7 separate regions of the Mus musculus genome follow, and regions 1, 2, 4, 5, 6 and 7 are each linked to region 3. Evidence: chromatin contacts called from public HiChIP or PLAC-seq and promoter capture Hi-C data. All regions are on one chromosome and are shown on one strand. Each heading gives the region's core, a stretch centred on a gene start, on an enhancer-like site or on the middle of the called end of the contact. The rest is flanking DNA. Distances are from core to core; before and after follow the strand shown. Region 1 holds the start of B230206H07Rik (RIKEN cDNA B230206H07 gene). Region 2 holds the start of Tollip (toll interacting protein). Region 3 holds the start of Echs1 (enoyl Coenzyme A hydratase, short chain, 1, mitochondrial). Region 4 holds the start of Ap2a2 (adaptor-related protein complex 2, alpha 2 subunit). Region 5 holds the start of Taldo1 (transaldolase 1). Region 6 holds the start of Pidd1 (p53 induced death domain protein 1). Region 7 holds the start of Gatd1 (glutamine amidotransferase like class 1 domain containing 1).

Region 1 (2,700 bases), core at 133-2,632, 1.2 Mb after region 3:
CCCTCAACTAATCCACCACCTACCCAGACTTGGCCTCAGGTCTCAGAGGCTCCAGCCCCTCAGCTCAGACAAGCCCTACAGGACCCAGTCTTTCCAGCAGTCTTCTCTCCAAGATGGTTGGCGCCACCCTTAGGGAGTCTCCAGAACCTGTATCTGCTTCATCTAACCCTCCTAGCCCTTCCCCATCTGCCTACACTTACTGTGGCTTCCACAGAGCTGAGGCGGCTCCAGACCAAGCAGCCTCCCCTGCCCAGGAGCTCTGGACTCCTCACTCCCATGTGCTTGGGGCCCCAGCTGAACAACTGGCTCAGGCCTCTGAGTTCTTGGAAGTTGTCCCTTCTTCTCTCAAGGGCCTTCTACCACCTCTAGGTCCTTTTTAAAAAGTAGAGAGCTGGGTGTGGTAACATACACATTTAATTACAGAAAGCAGAAAGCAGAGGCAGGAGGGAGATCTATGTGAATTAGAAGTAGGTCGACACAGCAAGTTCCAGTCCAGCCAGGGTTACAGAGTTAAAAAAAACAAAAACAAACAAACAAACAAACAAACAAACAAGAAAAAAACTGTCAAAAATCTTTACTTTTAAATATTTTTTAGATTTTCTTGCTTTTACTTTATGTGTATGAATGTTTGCCTGTACATGTCCTACATGTATGTACACCATATACACCACATGTGTGCCGTGCCCACAAAGGCCAGACAGATTCTCTGGAACTGGAGTTATAGATAGTTGTGGGTCCTGGAACCCCAACCCTGGTCCTCTGCAGCAATAACCATCCCTAAAGGCTGAGACAGCTTTCCTTATTAATTCTGTGAGGCACAATCTCACATAGCACACGCCTCATACTTTTGATGTGGCTGATGGATGGCCTCGAAGGCTTCTAGGCAGGCACCCAGTTTAATGTGTTGCTGGGGATAGAGGGGAAACATTCTGCCAACAGAGCTAAGTCCTGAACCCTCAGAACCTTTCAAAGAGAATAGCAGAGGACCACCCATCACAGGCACCTAGTGAAGAGATGGAAGTGTTACAGCCCCAGGGCGAGTTAGCTTGGGACCTTCCCTAACTACTTACTCTTCCCTCTTTGGATGTCACTATCCGGGGCCTGCAAATGAGAGATAACAAACAAGAACCATGCAGCAAGCACTATCTCTAGCATTGGGTGACCTCACTCTGGTCTAGACTAAAGAATGAGACACAAAGAACCCAGGTCACCTAGGCTGGGGTTCAAGTGCAACTTTCCTAATTATAATACAACTCTCCCTGATCCCTACCCAGCAAGTCAGCAGGAATGGGAAAGGTTTGCCCTACCTGTGGGAACCCAGCTGAAGAGGGTCTGTCCATAGGTTGGGTAGATTTGCCCTGGACAAGAACGAAGAATGAACTTAAAACCCCCAAACCTAGAGTTGGTTTCTAAGCTACTTAGCCAATAAGCTCTTCGTGTGTGGGACTGCTGTGACTACTGCTCTGTGCCTAGCTCCACCACCAACAAATATTTCCATGAACAAGGCCCATCTCTGTCTGGGGACAAGCATGTCTTTGTGATCTGCCAACCTCCTGACCACCCACAGCAGGCCATTCAAACACAGGGCTTCCTATACCACTCAGAAGAGGCTTTCCCGTCTTTCTTAGAAAAAGATATAAAATAGTTGACTTCTCAAGGTAATTGGAGGAATGACAGAGAAGCTGAGATGTCCCTTCTACCTGGGTGACCCAGCACAAGATGCACACTTAACCTGGGGACAGTGATGCTTAGCCAAAGTGGCTAAATCTCTGTGCAAATCCCATGAAGGGACCCTGGACATGGGTGAATGCCGAGAAAATGCTTTTTGTGTGGAGAAGCAGAAAGGATCTACCCTGGCCCTGAATGTTCCCCTGGGAGTATTGAATGCAACATGACAGGCAAAACTGTCAAGTGTCAGAGAGAAAGCATGGAGAAGATCTGTAGCCAAATAACTTGTGCTCAAACAAGAAGACGTGAATTTGAGTTCAAAGAGACAATGTGTGTGTGCTGCTATGGGGCATGGAGCAGAGAGGAGTGATGGCCAAGCTATACAGCTCTGAGCATACAAAGCCTAAGAGTCGCTTGCCAGGCATGGTGATTCGTGCCTGTCATGTTATCGTTTGGAATGCTGAAGCAGGAGGATTACCATGAGTTTGAGGCCAGAGCAGGCTTATAGTGCTACCCTGCCCCAAAGAACAACCAAAACTTCTTTTGTTGATCACCACTCCCCAAAGTGCTGTCAAGAGACACATTGCACACTGAGTGGTCTTAAGTGCACACCTCACTGTGGATGGTATTAGGGGCACAGCTGCTTAAGAACTTTCTTCAGGGTTTGAGGTACAGGCGAGTAGCAGGGGAACAGGGAGAAGCACGGGGTCGAGTTCAAGGAGGATCTTTGGATACTTGGTTAGGACTCAGCATCCCTAAGGTGAGTTTCAAAACTCAGAGAGCCCTGCTAGGCTTTCCACCTACAGGTCCTGAGCAAGAACTTTCTGAGGGGTCAGAGAGATGGTTCAGTGGTTAAGAGAACTGGTCTCTCCTCTAAAGAAGCCGGGTTCAGTTTCCAGCACCCTTGCGGCAGCTCACAACTGCCTTAAAATTAAATAATATAATATACAAAAATCTTTCTGTAACTTCCCAAATAAGGCATTTGAAACCTCATCTTCCTGCTTTGAGTGCAACAGTGGTGTGTATGTGTGT
Region 2 (2,700 bases), core at 135-2,634, 1.8 Mb after region 3:
ACATTGGAAATCTCCATCCAAGTTTGACAGTGGCTCAGGAGATCTGGCTTCAAAGCCCTCCTAAAAAGCATCTAACAAGCCTGAGGCTTTCTTCAAAGTCAGGAAATCAGTAATCTATCCCAAGGAGTTACCTGTTACACACACACACACACACACACACACACACACACACACGCACACACACACACACAATCAACACCAAGCTGTCAGGGTGAAAAAACTCTGGGAAACCACAGGCTTTGCAGGCACACTCAATATTAACTTCAGGGGAAAAGGCACTGAGGTGCTGATCAGAACAATGTTCTACTCCACACAGCCACAGTTGGCTAACAACATCCCACCCACACCAGTCTCAGGGAGCTACTGGGAGGCCATACACACTAGGGGAGGTGAGACAGGTAGTATAATAGAACCCAAGACAATCCTGAAGAGACAACCCTGTTGGGTCTTCCAAGTTCTCTGCTCCCCTCTCCTCGTTTATAAATGAAGAAATTGAGGCTTGAAAAGGTAGCCACTAACTAAGCTCAAGAGGTAGTACCCTATTTTCTATAGATGTTAGGGAGAAGAGGAAACTGTCACAAGTAAGGACAGACTACAAAGTGGGATCTTTCACCATTTCTGAAACCAAGGAGACCAGGTTATCTCTCTCCTTTGGGGGACCAAAGGTGTCCGACTCCACTCCTCTGAGAGACGGGGAACCAAGGCACCTCTCAGTTTGGGAAATTAATGTAGTCAGTACCACTCTCAATCTGGGAGACCAAGAGTCAGGGCTTGTGTCCATCTGGGAGACCAAGCAGGTGATAGATCTGAGAACGTAAGGGGTTCAGGGCCCTTTCTATCTGAGGAACTAAGGGAAGTCGGGGTCCCACTCCATCTGGGGACCAATGGGGTAAGGTTTCTTCTGTGTAGAGGAACCCTATTCAGGGCCTCCACCCAGGAGGACCACGGGAGTCAGGATCCCTCTCCATGAAGGAGGCCAGGAGCTTCAGGGCCCGTGGGCATCTGGGGAACCATCAAATTCTGCCTTCCTCCACCCCAGATGTCCGATAGACGAGAGTCGCTGCTCCGGGTGGGTACCCGAAGGTAGGACCCGCGAAGCCCCGGGACGGAAGAGCAACCCGCGAGGGGCCCCGTAAAAGACTGAGGAGTCCGACCCCAGGCTCCACTGCCCCAGCCAGGCTCTGGCCCAGAGCACTCACCGGCCCGCGCTGCGTGCTGACGGTGGTCGCCATGGTGCTGCGGCGGCCCTCTGCCTCGCCAACTGCACAGAGACCCGCCGGGAGAGCTCTTCCGCTCCCACCACAAGCTGCGTCGCCGACCGTTGTCCCGCGAGGCAATCGGCTCTTCAGTCAGCTGACAGTCGCCCCGCCCCGCCCCACCCCGGCGTTCCCAAAGCACAGAGCTTGGCAATAGCTGGCCCCGCCCCTTCCGGCTAATCCGCGCACGCGTGTTCCGACCTCAGGGGGAAATGGGTCTCCCGTACACGCCTGCGCAGTGGCTCCCTTCGGGCGCTCAGCAGCCCGTTAAAATGGCTGTCAGACTGTTTGCGCATGCCTAAACCTGAACACTCTCCTGCGGGCAGAAGCCTGCTCACCCAGTCGCATACACCTAGAACAGGGACGCACATCTCAATTCGGTCGAGTTGCCACAGCGTCTAGTCACCTAACTGGAGATAGCTGTGATACCACCGCTTGCAGGTGCGTGATCCGCTTGGAGAAAACTGAGGTTTGGCTGCCTGAGCGAAAAAAAAAACAGATGGCAGTAGAACCAGCTACCCTCAAGCTCTTGAATTACCTCAAAATTCTGTGGGAGGGAGAACATTTATATTTAAATTTTAAAAGAAGAAACCAAGCTGAAGGAGAGACAAGAGTGGGACGGAAAACTTCCACCAGCCTTGGATTTGCTAAATGAATGGAGAGATGAAGATCTGTCCCTAGGAAACCCGGGCCACCCACTCTTGCCTTTTCAGAGCACTCTCTTCAGAAGAATACTTGGCCAGATAGAACCAGGGTAGTTCCTATAAGGAGTTTACCCTATGGTGGTCACCAGTCTGTAGGTCCCCTTTTACTTGTGCGGCAATAGACTTGGTACTGTCTAGGAGTACCAAGAACATTTCCTCACTCACACCATGTTCTCTTGTGTTCCTTTCATCTTTAAGATTACATCTTCCAACTCTAGTGACAGTCTCTACCTTGGCATAACATGGGACTGCATCTGGGCTCTGTTCCTGGACACTGATCTATATCCAGTTCTCACCGGTCTCTAGCTCCTGTTGCCCAAACTGTCATCTCTATGCTGATAAAGCTAAGACACAAAAGACTATCCATTGTGGCAGACAGAGTTTTAAAGAGACCCCTGATCTCTCCTGGTGTCCACATCCCTGCTCAATCCTTTCTTCTTGGTTATAGACAAAACCTGTGACTTGTGTCTAAACATGCAGCAGACAACCTGTTGTATAAAATTATATCTGGATAGCACAATAGGATCCCCTTGTGACTAAGACCACACATATGGCCTCTGATGAATCCCAAATCCTTCAGTACTAAGCAGTTTAAAAAAGACACACACCACCACCAACAACACCAAGGGGGAATTGTTCCCAAGAAAAAACTTTATCTCATAAAATGCTTCAGTACGTTCCTGAAATCAGTTCAAGCCCTGGCACAGTCTGTCAGAGCAGAACCACAGCATTTGTTCTTC
Region 3 (2,700 bases), core at 193-2,692:
TTCTTAGAATTGGGAACAAAACACCCATGGAAGGAGTTACAGAGACAAAGTTTGGAGCTGAGACAAAAGGATGGACCATCTAGAGACTGCTATATCCGGGGATCCATCCCATAATCAGCTTCCAAACGCTGACCCCATTGCATACACTAGCATGATTTTGCTGAAAGGACCCAGATATGGCTGTCTCTTGTGAGACTATGCCGGGGCCTAGCGAACACAGAAGTGGATGCTCACAGTCAGCTATTGGATGGATCACAGGGCCCCCAATGGAGGAGCTAGAGAAAATACCCAAGGAGCTAAAGGTGCAACCCTATAGGTAGAACAACATTATGAGCTAACCAGTACCCCGGAGCTCTTGACTCTAGCCGCATATGTATCAAAAGATGGCCTAGTCGGCCATCAACAGAAAGAGGCCCATTGGACTTGCAAACTTTATATGCCCCAGTACAGGGGAACGCCAGGGCCAAAAAGTGGGAGTGGGTGGGTAGGGGAGTGGTGGGGAGGGTATGGGGAACTTTTGGGATAGCATTGGAAATGTAAATGAGGAAAATACTAAATAAAAAATATTAAAAAAAAATTCACAGTGGAGTACTAGAAGTCTGTAGAGGAGTTGAGCCAAGGAGTGGGAAGGGAGGAACTATTCAGCTGGCTAGGAAGGAAAGTGGGTGTGTCGGTATGGGCTACGCTGATTGGGTGGCTTGAAGGACACGATCAGGAGAGACTGTGGAAACAGCAGAGACTAGACAGGAGGCACTATGGACAAACCTTTCCCAATACCCAGGCTGTCTTACTTAACCTACTTTCACATTCTCTTAAAGCTACCTAAACACATGGGATTTCACAACCAACATGCATGTTCCCAGCTGACACTCATAAAAGTTCGAGCGTTGAGAAGCTATTACACCCAGAGCCCTCCCACTAGACATGGCTTCGAGGTGCTAGGATCTGGCTGGGCTTGTAAGGTGAGACTAAGGTCAGACTGAGGAGCGGGGAACGGGGTAAGGAATTGGGAAGGGGTCAGTCGAGCGCTGGAGTTGGAGGCTCAGAAGGAAGATCACCAAGCTAGAGTCAGTGGTCACTTGCAGGAAATCTGGGTTTAGTGTGGGGATGCGTACTCGAATCCAGGGTCCAGGTACTTCAGAGTCAAGTGTTGGGAGTGCATGCTTGTGGAAGTAGGGGGTCAGACAAAAGATCTAGAGTTAGGAGAGAAGGGCCAGGATCAAGTGAGGATGCGTGCAGGCCGGGGTTTAGGGACCACCCAGAGGTTATGGGTGGAGAAACCACCCAACGTGGGTGGGGTGACGCACCCCGCCGGTGTCCGCACTCACCCGAGGCGAAGCGCCGTAGTTCTGGGCAGCGGACTGAGGACAACAGTGAGCTACAGGCTCTGGGCAGCAGAGCACGCAGGGCCGCCATGGCGGAGAGACGATGTGTTCCGCCCACAGAATCGCCCCGCCTGCAGAATCGCTCCGCCCCAGATCCCAGGCGGGATGAAGACGGAAGCTTAAGGGGTGGACCCGTGACCTGAGCGGGCTGGTACAGAGGGCGGGGTGGGGCAGCGTGGGGTGCTGGGCTGCGGTTCTTGGAGTAGTCTGTTAATTGCATCACTTTGGTGGTGTGCCCTTGGCGGGTGCCCGGTTTACGAAGCCAGACTGGGAGACATGGCTGTGCCCTTTCCCCTGTGATGGCCGTATGCTTTCGTTCTTGACCAGGGGAAAAACTACGGGAAGACGCGATCACAGATACAGTAATAAAGCATAAAGCGGTAAAGTGCAAGACGGTTTTGTTTAGCTTTGTGTGAGGGTCTTACTTCATAGCCCTGGTTGGCTGGAACCCTCCTTATGGGCCAGGCTGTTTCTCAATCTCACAGAGATCCATTTGCCTCTGCCTTCCAAATGCTTGGATTAAAGGCATGAGCCATTATACCCTGCTCCAGAGGTATTCTTTACATGACAACTGACTAGCTTCATAACACCAGGTTAGAAATAGCTGTGATTTTACAAGATGAGAAGATTTCACATAAATTTAAAAGAAAGCCAATGTTTTGTTCACGTAAATTATCTTGAATTATAACTTAAAAATATTTAGCAAGTATTATCAGGCCTTCATTTGTATTCTTGCCCTGGTCCTGCAAACCCTAGGATAGAGATAAAGGACAGAATCTCCAGACAAAAGCAAGCTTGATACTGTTATGCCGGGAAGTTTGTGAACCCCAAAAGTCCACCAAGGAGCCTTTTCGATGTAATAGTATTAGGGTCTCTATTACAGGCTCAGGCTTGGGCCCTCTCCTCCAACTCAACCCTGACACAGCAGGACAGGAAGGGAAGGCAGAGAAGCCTTGAACTCTCATCTGGACAGGGCTTTACAAGAAATGGAAGGTAAGAGAGGGGGTGTCCATCTTGGAAAGTATCTAACTGAAGGTCTATTGTAAGCCGACTGTATTCAGTCACAAAGGGTCTGAAAGTGCATCTGAAACAATCAGGCTAGTCTTTGTTTTACTGTTGTTAGGAAGTAGCTACAGAGTAACGCTGGCCAAGGACAAGCCATGGGGTCTTTCCTGGTACGTGGGTACAACCTGGGTTCTTCTGTAGGTCAAGTTCTCAGGCTTTTTTTTTTTTTTTCTTTTAGATAGAGGCTGGTCCCAAGATGGAGTAGGTTTGGATTCTCAATACTTTAAAGAAAACAATCCAAACCAGAATA
Region 4 (2,700 bases), core at 49-2,548, 1.4 Mb after region 3:
ATTTTTTAGACATGGCTCAGTGGGTAAAGGTGCTTCCTGGGACTCACAAGGTGGAAGGAAAAAAATTGACTCTCACAAAGTGTCCTTTGAGTTCCACATTGCACACCCCTTTCAATAAATAATTTATAATGAAATTATTTAAAATACTAACTATAGGATGGCTGTGGTGACTCTCAGAGTCAGTACAATGGAGGAGTCTGAGAATCTCCTGCAGTCTCATTCCTGTCTGGGCATAAGCAATGGGATTCCTATTGCCACCTGTCCAGCACTCCTTATATGGCCCAGAAGCATCTTTTTGATGGTGCAGACAAGCTGGAGGAAGTTTATTTTCTGGTGCTGGCTCTTTCACCTCTTAAAAAGTCAGGCAAATTCAGCAGCCTCACCAGAGATTTGGCTTATTATGTTCTCAGTTTCTTCCATCAGTCCTGGGACCTTGGTGGACTGCCTGATTTATAGGAGGGTCGTGCCTCTTATTCTCTGGACTAGGCTCTACCACATCTGTATAAAAGCAAGGGACAGAGAGTTCTGCCTAGTGGGTCTGGATCATGATAACCACCTTAGGTGTGAAGCTTCCTCTTCACAGAAGAGAGCTAGGGAAGAGCCACCATGATCTCCACTTCCTGGAGTGGTGGGCCAATCCCGCTCTTCTGCAAAATGGGTCCATAGGAAGGATCCAATGGGGCCACCTCGCTAGAGAGGGGAACAGGGGAGCAGAAGCAATAAGCAAAGGGGCCTGGATGAATGCTGAGAGGTTGTACTCCAGACAACAGTCACCTCGGCAAGAGTGGTCAGTCTAGCTTCAAGCCTCAGTTTCCCCATTTGTAAGGGAAGTAGGAACCTGGAGTAGCGCTTCCTTTTGTCCCAGTTTAGAGGCTTGTAAACGCCTCTCACTCCGGTTCCACGCCGGTGGCCTGGGGTAGGTCAGTCCAACTGCCAGGGCTCTGGGGCCGGTTTGCACAGGCAAAGGTTGACTGCTGTAGGTGCTAGTGCAGCCCGCTCCTCCCCTACACCCCTGTGTGACACTGGGTTGATCCCGCACTGGTGTCAGTGTCTCTGTCTAGGTAAAGCCGGGCTCACCCGTGAGAGCGAGATCGGGGCTACTCCGGTATACATTGGAAGGATCCTTCACCAGGCGGTGATACCAGGAGGTGTAGCGCCTGCGCGCTCCGCACAGCTCCGGTTCTCCAAGCAGCAATCCGGCTCTATCCCGCGCCACGCCCCCATCCTCCTCGTCCTCCCCCCGCCCCCCAGCACCGCGAGAATGCGCACGCTCTCTTGCACCGCCCGTCGCCGGGCGCGAGGCTCAGCGTGCGCGCCAGCGCGTGCGTCGTGCGTGCTCGCGCGCGCAGCCCAGCGAGCGGCGCTCGGGGGCCCGAGGCGGCTGTGGCTAGGCGGCTCCGCGCTCCAGGGCTCTTCGGCGTGACCGCCGCGCCCGTGCTGTTCTAGCCCGCCGCCGAGGCCGCTCCCGGGGCGCAAAGATGCCGGCCGTATCCAAGGGGGACGGGATGCGAGGCCTAGCGGTCTTCATCTCCGACATCCGCAACTGTGAGTGCCAGACGCCGGGCGGGCCTGAGCGGGGGCGCGGCCGGGGGTCCGCAGGTGCGGCCGGGGGTCTGGGGGGTTCGGCCGGAACGGGGAGAGGGGTGTGGGCCGGTGCGCGGGTCCGCTCAGGCTTGAGAAGGAGGGCTGTGGAGTGCAGATCGCGCGGTGGGGCGGGGGTCCCGCGCGGGCGCTTAGGGTGCAGAGCGCGCGTCCTGGGTGCACATCTGGCGGGAGTTGGTAGCCTGCTGCGGGGGGACCAGACTGGGGTGATGGTGGTGGTGTCCCAAGTCCTGACCCGAAGATGAGGTGTAGAGTGAAGATTCGTGCTGGTGAGTGGGGCAGGGTCCTGGAGGTGCAAATCTGGCAGTGGGGTTGGGGTAGGAGCAGAGATGTTAGGCAGAGATCTGGGGTGCGGACCCCTGGTAGAGTGATTGCATGTATGGGTTTGGACAGTTGGGAGATTGCCTGTGGGTGTTCAGACTGAGGTGCGGGGCTTAGGTGTCTTGAGATCTAGGTGTAGCGATGGGAGTGCGGGGCGCGGTGGGGAGTCTGTGGGGTTTGTGGCACAGTCGAGGGGTTTCCGGCCCTAGACGCCCCTCCCCAGCATGATGTCATCTTGGTCTTTCTAGTAATGGAGCCTTTAACCCAGCCTTTTCCAAAACAGCGTGGATTTCTCTTTGGGCGGGGATAGGGACACTATACGTCTCTCGGACCTGATTCAGGCGGCATGTTGGGCGATGATTAGATCTCACCCACTGCGATTAAAGTGACTCATTCCCCCAGGGAACCGGGAGCAGCCGGGTGTGGATGCTGGAAGCTGCGCCTGCTTCTCCGCTGAGCAGTTCTGTAGCCAGTGTCCCCTGGGTGGAAAAAAAAAATCTGCTCAAAGTGAAATGGGTCGGAAGGTTAAAGGTCAGGCAGGGCGGGTGCCCAGGACTTTGGCTTACAGAAACTTCTGAGGGTTATCAGACACCCCCTTACTGATGAGAAGAAAAGCCATTTTCCTGTCAGTTTATTTTTTTCTTGGTATCCAGCAAATAGCTGACTCCATGATTTTTGTTACTTTAGAGATTAATATGCTTCCTGAGGAATTTTGCCCAGTGTGTCGTCACACTAACACTTAAATTTATACTGTATTCCCTAAGACTGTGTGCAGGA
Region 5 (2,700 bases), core at 155-2,654, 1.3 Mb after region 3:
GTTCAAGGCCAGTCTCCTTTCAAAGAAAAATCTATTTTTAAAAGATACTAAAAAAAAAAAAAAAAAAAAAAAAAGTGTGTTGGTTACTTTTTTTTGTCAACTTGACACAGCTCGGATTTTGCAGGAGGAGGGAACTTCGAATGAGAGAATGCCTCTGTCCTCAAGATTAGCAAGTCAGTCGGCAAGGCTTTTTCCCTTTGGCGAGTCTGGAGCTCCCTATGTAAACCAGGCTGGCCTTGAATCCACCTGCCACTGCCTCCAGAATGCTGGGATTAAAGGTCTGTACCACCTTGCCTGGCTCCGTTTTTAAGAAAAAATTAATTTTAAGATTAATGATTGATAAGGGAAAGCCCATAGCACCACGGTGAGTGGTGCCATCCCTGAGCAGGTGGTCCTGGAAGTTCAGGGCTGTAAAGAAAGGAGGCTGTGCAAACCAAGGGAGGCAAGCCGGTGAGAAGTTTTCTCCAGGCGCCTTTCTTGCAGTCCTTGAGTGATAGATTGTTACTTGGGAGGGTAAGGTACAATCAACCTCGCCTAGTTGCTTTGGGTGGTGGTGTTTATCACAGCAATAGAAAGCAAACTAAGACGAGTGGTAAACAAAATATTAACAGAAAATATCCGGCATACACATATATGTGTAATAGCTTGAGCCAGCATATTCAAAGAACTGCAAATCAATAATGGGAACACTGTAAAAGAAACTGCCCTTACTATTTTTATTCATGACTGAAGATTCAATTCCCCATCTCAACTTTCTCAAACTGCTGCTTATTCCAGACAGACTTCCAGCCAGGGGAGATGCAAAATCATGGGCAAGGGAAGGATCACCCAGCAGCTTAAGGCAACACCAGAACCACTCCATCTGGGAAGCGGAAACTGGTGGCTTTGCCAGAAGTCGCCCATGGGGCCATACACCTGTATTGATTCTCAGACTGTGCTTTAGCTTGTCTGCCTGTAAGCAGGGGCTGCACCGAGCTTGACTTATCGCGATCAGCAGAGAGGGCGCAGCTCCCAGTCCCTAAACTGGGAGTAGGGGAGTCCCACAGCTGGAGAAAGGGTGCACTTCTGAAGCCCCTGTAGGGAATGCACAGTTGGAGGCAAGGACCCGCTCAAGGATTAGCATGGGTGTGGAGCGAGAGCGCTGCCACCCATCCATCCGTAGTCCGTGGGGTCTGAGGCTTACTGAGCGCGCGTCTCAGTAGAATCCGTTGTCTGTTCATTCTACGCATCCGAGCTCTAGAGGGGTACAAAGAATCCACTCTCCTTGGACTGGTAGAAACTAACCACTCGCTACTGGGGAAGAGAACTCCGACCGTGACACGGGGCGTGGTCTATGGCAAGGTCTCCAAGTACATGGGCGGGGCTCGTCGTCAGGCTTCATTTAGCTTTGCTTTGATTGGCCAGGACGCGCGGGGCATTGTGGGTTAGCACGCACCGGCTACCGCCTCAGCTGTTCGCGTTTCGCCATGTCGGGGTCCCCGGTAAAGCGCCAGAGGATGGAGTCCGCCTTGGACCAGCTCAAGCAGTTCACCACCGTGGTGGCCGACACGGGTGATTTCAATGGTAAGAGGACGCGGTGCATGCGCCCTATTTAAGCTGCTGCGCCCCCAATTTTGGAACCAGCACCGGTGTGGGTGTCAGGGGCGGGGCCTCGCGGGCGCTGGAGCTGGGATTGGTGAGTTTGCGGAACCTTCAAGGATCAATAGCTCCTGGGCTATTGGTGACCCTGGGAGCCCGGCGCGAAGCCTCGGTGGGTAGAGGTAGTCCGAGAAAGTCTCCCTGACCCGGGGTGCCCCCACCCCTACTCCCAATTCCCTACGATGACACAGGCTCAACTTTGGAGCCAGTGCAGTCTGCAAGACTGGACACCATCTGCTTTTTGCAGCCTGTTGCACTGGTTTTCCACATGCAGCTGGTTACTCTCTATGGGCAGTACACAGCATGGCTGGAGTCAGACCAGTTGCACACACTAAATCAAATGGTTATCATTGTCATACTTCCTTCTCTTTTGAGACTGGGTCTCACAGTGTAGCCACAGGCTGTTCTGGAACTCCTGGTAATCCTTCTATCTTAGCCTTAGTGCTGGATCAGGCAGTGCCACCATGCGCAGCTCCAGTACTCAGATTTTCCTGGACTTGGTAGGGACGCGGAAAACAGGTGGAAAGACTTGTGCTGTTAGTCTTGCTCTCATCCTTGGAGGGTGGTGGAGGTGATCTCACATGTGCTGTGAGAAAGACTTTCAGGAAATGCTCCGTGTGAGCTCAGTACAAAAGCACTTCTGCTCTTTTCTGCTTTCTCACGGTGACTTGAGAAACAGGCTTTAATTCCTCATGAGTAAGTGCATTGTTTATCTCTCAGAGAGTCGCAGAGAGTGATTAGGCATATTTGGGCTGCTTAGCTATAAAGGACAGACTTGATGTGGGTCTAATAGCAAACCCGTCTGACACAAGCTGTGTTCGTCAGCTTCCAGAAATCCATCTGGGAGTCCTAAGGTTTTTCCACTGTGTGTGTAGTGCAGAGTTTACCGGCTAATGTTTGTGAAGAGAGCAAGAGACAGGCATGGTAGCTCACACCTGCATTTGGGAGGCAGAGGCAGGCACATCTTTATGAGTTGGAGGCCAGCCTGGGCTACATGGTTCCAGGCTAGCCTGAGCTACATAGTAAGAGCCTGTCTCAAACAACAACAAAGAGCCAAAGAGC
Region 6 (2,700 bases), core at 34-2,533, 1.3 Mb after region 3:
AGGGTTCTAGGCTCAGGAGACAGAGCCCAGCGAGCCTCACTTTGGGGGAGGAAGGTGATAGGGCTAAGGACAAGGGACAGTTGTGGGGTAGGGGTTCACACCTGATGTGCGGGGAGAAGAGAGGTTTGGAGTTAGGGCTGGGACAAGGATGGCCTTTGTGTCCAAGAAGTAGAGTCAAAGCTGGACAGAGATGAGGACAGGGTCAGGAAGGAGCAAGGGTACTCACCTTTGAGGACCAGGGAGCGAAGGCGCAGCAGACTCCACGGAACCTTGGCTAGGGTGTCATCCAGCAGCTGAGGGTCCTCATGGGTGCTGAGCCGCAAAAACTCCACTTGCAGCAGCTGTGGGGGCTGCTGGGAACACAGGTACTGTAGCCGATGGCAGCCCCCTGGGCGTAGGTCCAAGTTCAACTGGTTCCCAGCCGGGAGAAAAGGTGCTCCAGGCCCGGCATCCACAGCCTCCAAGGTGGATGTTGCAGCATCCTCTGCAGCAGCTGCAGTTTCCTCCGGCTCCTGCCCCTCCAACACTGCAGCCATCACCCATGGAAGGTCCTCGGGGACCAGACATGTCCCAGCTTGCCAAGCAAGCCTGCTTAGGCAAGGCTGATAGAAGCTGGAGAAGCAGGGGGAGGAGTAGGCTGTAGGGGACCAGCTCCCCCTCCAGGTCAGAGCAACAATAACTCAGCTTGGAAACCCGGGAGCTCTTGAGACCACCAGCCCAAGAACCCTGGGCACAAGGGGTAGTGAGTGGAGTGGTCACTGCAGCCCTACGGCTTGCATCTGTGCTGGATCCTTCTGCCTGGGAGGGGCACCAGGCAGGGCGACTCTGAACAGCATAGCTTGGAGAACTCTGCTTAGATCAAGGACAAGGAGAGGGTTTCCACCTCAATTCTGGAATCTGCCCAAGTGATCCCTGATCCCTACAGGGCTCTGGAAATAAGGACACACTTTCTATCTTCACACCCAAATGCATGGGGAGAACCCAGAACCTTCTTCCACTGCAGACGTTCACTGTGCCCGAGAGGGTCAGTAAACAGTGCGAAGGGGAGCCAAGAGGACTTTGGGGTTCTTGTGCTAGGGTCCCATATCGCGGTCCCTAGTAGACACTCTTGAGCCACAATTCCCAATTCACACCTCCGTCAAATGGGGAAAGCAGAGGGGGTCTCGGTAGGTGAGGAATCGCTTTGGTCCCGCCTCTGGAGCAAACTTCCCGCCTCCCATTGAGTACCTGCCACGCTGATCTCCCCGCCAGTCTAGGCGCGCTCTGTGCTGCCTTCCCGCCGGCGCGCTTCCGGGCGGGCCACCCGTCGGGCTCCGCCCCTCCGGGCTAGCCAGTAGGAATTCTCCGAGGTTCTTATGGCTCCTTCCTTTTCTGTTGTTCGCACTAAGGGAAGCCGGTGACCCGCAGGAAAACTTACACTTTCAGATCTCTGCAACCCCAGACCTGTGGTGGCACTGCATAGTCTGGGTCTCAAGTGCATTCTAAGACAGGAATTTTGGGTTAACAGAGTATTGTCACACTCCTTGCTAGAAGCTAGAACCTTGAATGCTGGCTTCCTGGGGGGAACCGCTCTAGGAAAGTAGTTCTCAGTCTGTAGGTCGCGACCCCTTTGACAAACTTATATCTCCAAAAGATATTTACACTGTGATTCATAACTAGCAAAATTACAGTGATGAAGTAGCAGGAATAATTTCATGGTTGGGGTCACCACATCATGGGAACTGTCAAAGCATTAGGAAGGTTGAGACTCAGAGTCTCCAGGACTTCCATCTCAGGCTTTGCAGTGAAGTCCAGCTTATTGGAGCTAACCATTGATCATTACTGTGGGCCAACTCCCTACCTAGGCAGTGAGTTGCCTGGCTTTTCCTCCCTGACTTAGGTGGGTCTCAACACAAACAAACTTGAGATAGAAGTTCTTGCCTGCTGGGCGTGGTGGGCACTTCTTTAATCCCAGCACTCGGGAGTTCGAGGCCAGCCTGGTCTACAAAGTGAGTTCCAGAACAACCAGGGCTATACAGAGAAACCCTGTCTAGAAAAACCAAAAAAGAACTTGCCTAAGTCCTTTAGTTGATTAATATTGAAGCCAACACCCAGAATCCTCAGTGGAGCTGGTGGACTGGAAATGACCAAGTGACTGTTCTACAGTCTAAGTGATGGGCAAGCTTCCTGCAAGGCCTCTCTGCTTCCATTCTAGCACCTGCCTCTTTCTCACTGTTTCCATAAAGGTGCCAGATGGTGCTTTATAAAAACCAGCCCCAGGGGCTTAGTCTAATTGTGCTCACCTCAAGTGCAGTGCCTTTCTGAGATGGGAGAACTGCTGCCCCGGGCTGCACAGCAAGACCTGTCTCAAAAGCAATCATCCTAGGAATATTCCTTAAGTTTATATTAATGAGCATGGTGGTATTTGCCTTTAATCTGCAAATGAGCTCTTCACCATTGAGCCATCTCTCCAGCTATTTTGGGTATTATTTTACAGTTAAAAAAAAAAAAATCACAGCCGGGCAGTGATGGCACACACCTTTAATCCCAGCACTTGGGAGGCAGAGGCAGGCGAATTTCTGAGTTGGAGGCCAGCCTGGTCTACAAAGTGAGTGCCAGGACAGCCAGGGCTACACAGAGAAACCCTGTCTCGAAAAACCAAAAAATAAAAATAAGTAAAATTCACGACAGTTGGTGGTGGCTAATGCCTTTAATCCTAGC
Region 7 (2,700 bases), core at 92-2,591, 1.3 Mb after region 3:
CTGTACAGATGGTTGTGAGCCTTCATCTGGTTGTTGAGAATTGAATTTAGGACCTCTGCTCACTCCAGTCCAAAGGTTTATTTGTTATTATAAATAAGTACATTGTAGCTGTCTTCAGACCAAATGGTTGCTCTCTCCCATCCTGGTCTTAAGACACCCTGTGGGTCTTAAGACACTCCAGAAGAGGGAGTCAGATCTTGTTAAGGATGGTTGTGAGGTTGTTGGGATTTGAACTCAGGACCTTCGGAAGAGCAGTCAGTGTTCTTATCCGCTGAGCCTTCTCACCAGCCCCCTAGCATTTTTTTAAAGACAGCATCTCATGTAGCCATTGCCCTCTCTATCCTCCTGCCTCCAACTCTGACACTAGGCTTTTGGCTTGTGGATTTTGTTTTGGTTAATATTTTGAGTCAGACCTCACTGTGTACTCCTGCTAGCCTGGAACTTGCTATATAAGTTCCAGACGGGCTCAAACTCCTGGAGATCCATCTGCCTCTGCCTCCTGAGTGCTGGGATTAAAGATAATTTTTAGCTTCTCAATCCCTCACTTTCCGACTCTCAAGGAAGGCCTACCTAGGAGCTGCTGTAGATTCTCTTTTACCTCTATTCCAGGGAGGAGCAGCACCCTCAGGCCCCTCCCACCCTCACCTGGGACGCTTCAGTGTGGAACCCAGAAATTCATCAGTCCAAGATCCCGACGTACCCTCGCGCTCACACCCACTTGCAGAGGTCTATAGGAATCCAGAGGGAAACCCCGGGCCGCAGCCCTGGGCTCCACCTCCCCACAGAGACTATCTCGGGCCAGTCGGTTCCCTAAGGACCCGTGAAGTAATCATCTGCCCAGCGCCCCTGACACACACCGGGCAGTTGGAACATGAAGCCAACAGACCCCTTCTGCGTGAGGGTCCCTTTTATGCAGCTCTTTCGAGCAACCTCTTTCAGGATCGCTTCCTGGAGGTGCACGAAGATAAACCCAAGATAGGGGGTAACAGAGAGGCAGAAAACACGGGCAGAGAGAGTACCAAGCCCCTGCGGCTCACTCGGGGGCAGGGTCATCTCTGCAGCCGCTGACCGTCCCTGTCTGCCAGCGCAGACAACATAGTAGGCCTGCGCCAGAGAAACAGATGCAGGGTCCCAGAATCTCAACTCCACAAACACAAACGTTTGCCCAGAGTCAGGACTGCAGGCCAGTGAGCTACACAGCTGCCCTGCGCGCCTCACCTTCGGAAGCGCCGCTGGCCACCAGGAGACACGCAGGCCTGCTTGGCAGCCGCTCGGACGCCATGGCTACAGCCCAGGCGGATATTTGTGCGAGGGATGGGGCGGGGCGGGGCTCGCCTGCAGAGAGCGGAATGCGCATGCGTGAGGCACGAAGGGCGGGGCTCGCCGGCAGGGTGCAAGGTGGGGTGGGAGAAACAACGCGGAAATTGAGTGAAGATGGGGGCAGTTTGCGCATGCGCATGGGGTAGTGGTTGAGTGGCAAGCATGCGAGGGGCGGGGACTGAGCGGGGGCGGAGCGGGGCGGAGCGGGGCGGGGGTTGGAGGCGGAGGCGGGGGAGGATACGCCCTGGGTCCCTGAGTGGTCGTTTCCTGATTGGAAGCCACCGGTACAGACTTGTGGCCCTAGGGCACATCAATTAAACCCAGTGGGCCGGGTAGATGTTTCCGAGTCCGAGTCTACCACAGAGCTACTACGCCTTGGGCCTTTGCCCGAAAGTTGAGCCTGGCTAAGTGTGTCAGGGAGCGATGACCGGTCGGGCGGACAGGGTGAGGGGCACAGAGTTGGGTCGTATGTGGGCGGGTCTTCCTCTGCCGGTTTGTGAAGATCCAGAAGATACCTGGGTCGGTTGAGTTTTGTATGTTCCTATAGAGGATGGAATGTCACTTCCTGAGCTGTGGACGCCTCTGGAGGTTCTGTTGAGTTTCCTGAGGAAAAGACCAGATTGGGGAGGCCAACCTGTATCTAAAGCGATTTACTTCTGTGGGACTCCTGCTGGGGCTTAGGAAAAGGAACCTGGAGCCCAGGATTGTGTGTTGTCTGAGTGGCGACTTTTGAAGATTCACAAGCCACAAGCTTGACTAGCCATCCTTATTAAATCCCCATCTATTGACATGAAACCCTGAAATTGAAGGGGTCAGATTGGCTAGTGTCCACATACTCACACAGTTCCACCTTTGTGCTGCCTCCAGAGTAACATTAAGGCACCAGAAGTGGCAGAGCCAGCAGTAAGCTTGAGTCTTGTGGAGAAAAGTATTTATATTGAATTCAACGCCCAGGTATTAGATATAATTTTGTAAAGAGACTACCATTCCAGGGAAATGTATAGACAGGGCAAATTTTACCCTTGAGGAAGAGTGTGCTGGAGAAAATGGTGAACAGCACCCCAAGACAGGAAGAGCATTTGATTTTGTTTTAACTCAGGTGGTGGCTGTTTCTTTTGCCCACTGACTGGAGTCCGACCTCACAATCTTATTAACTAGTCGGGAAAGACTCAACATACAAGAAATGGAGGAGGGGAAAGCAGTCCCTGACTGAAGGAGAATCACTGTTCCAGGCTAGTATAGAGAAATACACCTTTGGGTAAACAAAGCTTTTACTAGGTGGAAAGGATTAAACATTTGCATAAAAGTCTTACAAGGTGAAGGAGATAAAAATATTTGGATTCTTCATTCTTTTTTTTTTTTTTTTTTTTTTGTGTTTTT

What was found. Promoter capture Hi-C pulls out the DNA fragments that hold promoters and counts their contacts. HiChIP or PLAC-seq counts read pairs in DNA pulled down with a chosen protein or histone mark. Capture Hi-C pulls out chosen DNA fragments and counts their contacts.
Region 1: a contact with region 3 is called in an H3K27ac HiChIP or PLAC-seq map of embryonic stem cells, with 4 times the contacts expected there. The contact joins the promoter of B230206H07Rik here to the promoter of Echs1 in region 3. A contact is called at or near these places in 2 of 39 promoter capture datasets (embryonic stem cells and hippocampal neurons) and 4 of 115 datasets of contacts at active chromatin or transcription factors (T-cell acute lymphoblastic leukemia, embryonic stem cells and pancreatic cancer cells).
Region 2: a promoter capture Hi-C map of adipose tissue shows a contact between it and region 3, with 3 times the contacts expected there. The contact joins the promoter of Tollip here to the promoter of Echs1 in region 3. A contact is called at or near these places in 3 of 39 promoter capture datasets (the C10 cell line, liver and pre-B cells) and 2 of 9 other capture datasets (adipose tissue and liver).
Region 4: a contact with region 3 is called in a FOXA1 HiChIP or PLAC-seq map of pancreatic cancer cells. The contact joins the promoter of Ap2a2 here to the promoter of Echs1 in region 3. A contact is called at or near these places in 3 of 39 promoter capture datasets (the C10 cell line, embryonic stem cells and pre-B cells), 1 of 115 datasets of contacts at active chromatin or transcription factors (pancreatic cancer cells) and 1 of 9 other capture datasets (adipose tissue).
Region 5: a contact with region 3 is called in a promoter capture Hi-C map of pre-B cells, with 6 times the contacts expected there. The contact joins the promoter of Taldo1 here to the promoter of Echs1 in region 3. A contact is called at or near these places in 4 of 39 promoter capture datasets (the C10 cell line, hippocampal neurons, liver and 1 more) and 3 of 115 datasets of contacts at active chromatin or transcription factors (T-cell acute lymphoblastic leukemia, embryonic stem cells and pancreatic cancer cells).
Region 6: a promoter capture Hi-C map of pre-B cells shows a contact between it and region 3, with 5 times the contacts expected there. The contact joins the promoter of Pidd1 here to the promoter of Echs1 in region 3. A contact is called at or near these places in 2 of 39 promoter capture datasets (cranial neural crest and pre-B cells), 4 of 115 datasets of contacts at active chromatin or transcription factors (embryonic stem cells, extraembryonic endoderm stem cells, large pre-B cells and 1 more) and 1 of 9 other capture datasets (liver).
Region 7: a promoter capture Hi-C map of pre-B cells shows a contact between it and region 3, with 5 times the contacts expected there. The contact joins the promoter of Gatd1 here to the promoter of Echs1 in region 3. A contact is called at or near these places in 6 of 39 promoter capture datasets (the C10 cell line, cranial neural crest, frontonasal cranial neural crest and 3 more) and 1 of 115 datasets of contacts at active chromatin or transcription factors (embryonic stem cells).

What each region holds. Positions count from the first base shown.
Region 1 is chr7:141,363,728-141,366,427 of GRCm38.p6, forward strand. B230206H07Rik (RIKEN cDNA B230206H07 gene) reads right to left here and starts at 1,383. Exons shown (of 2, transcript NR_033532.1): 1 at 1,308-1,383.
Region 2 is chr7:141,901,077-141,903,776 of GRCm38.p6, forward strand. Tollip (toll interacting protein) reads right to left here and starts at 1,385. Exons shown (of 6, transcript NM_023764.4): 1 at 1,200-1,385. The coding sequence starts at 1,232.
Region 3 is chr7:140,114,979-140,117,678 of GRCm38.p6, forward strand. Echs1 (enoyl Coenzyme A hydratase, short chain, 1, mitochondrial) reads right to left here and starts at 1,443. Exons shown (of 8, transcript NM_053119.3): 1 at 1,329-1,443. The coding sequence starts at 1,416. It also overlaps a transcript of Paox not described here.
Region 4 is chr7:141,560,882-141,563,581 of GRCm38.p6, forward strand. It overlaps Ap2a2 (adaptor-related protein complex 2, alpha 2 subunit), which reads left to right and starts at 1,299. Exons shown (of 22, transcript NM_007459.3): 1 at 1,299-1,545. The coding sequence starts at 1,479.
Region 5 is chr7:141,390,756-141,393,455 of GRCm38.p6, forward strand. Taldo1 (transaldolase 1) reads left to right here and starts at 1,405. Exons shown (of 8, transcript NM_011528.4): 1 at 1,405-1,563. The coding sequence starts at 1,467.
Region 6 is chr7:141,442,742-141,445,441 of GRCm38.p6, forward strand. Pidd1 (p53 induced death domain protein 1) reads right to left here and starts at 1,284. Exons shown (of 16, transcript NM_022654.2): 1 at 1,228-1,284; 2 at 227-612. The coding sequence starts at 536.
Region 7 is chr7:141,412,784-141,415,483 of GRCm38.p6, forward strand. Gatd1 (glutamine amidotransferase like class 1 domain containing 1) reads right to left here and starts at 1,342. Exons shown (of 8, transcript NM_172116.4): 1 at 1,219-1,342. The coding sequence starts at 1,282.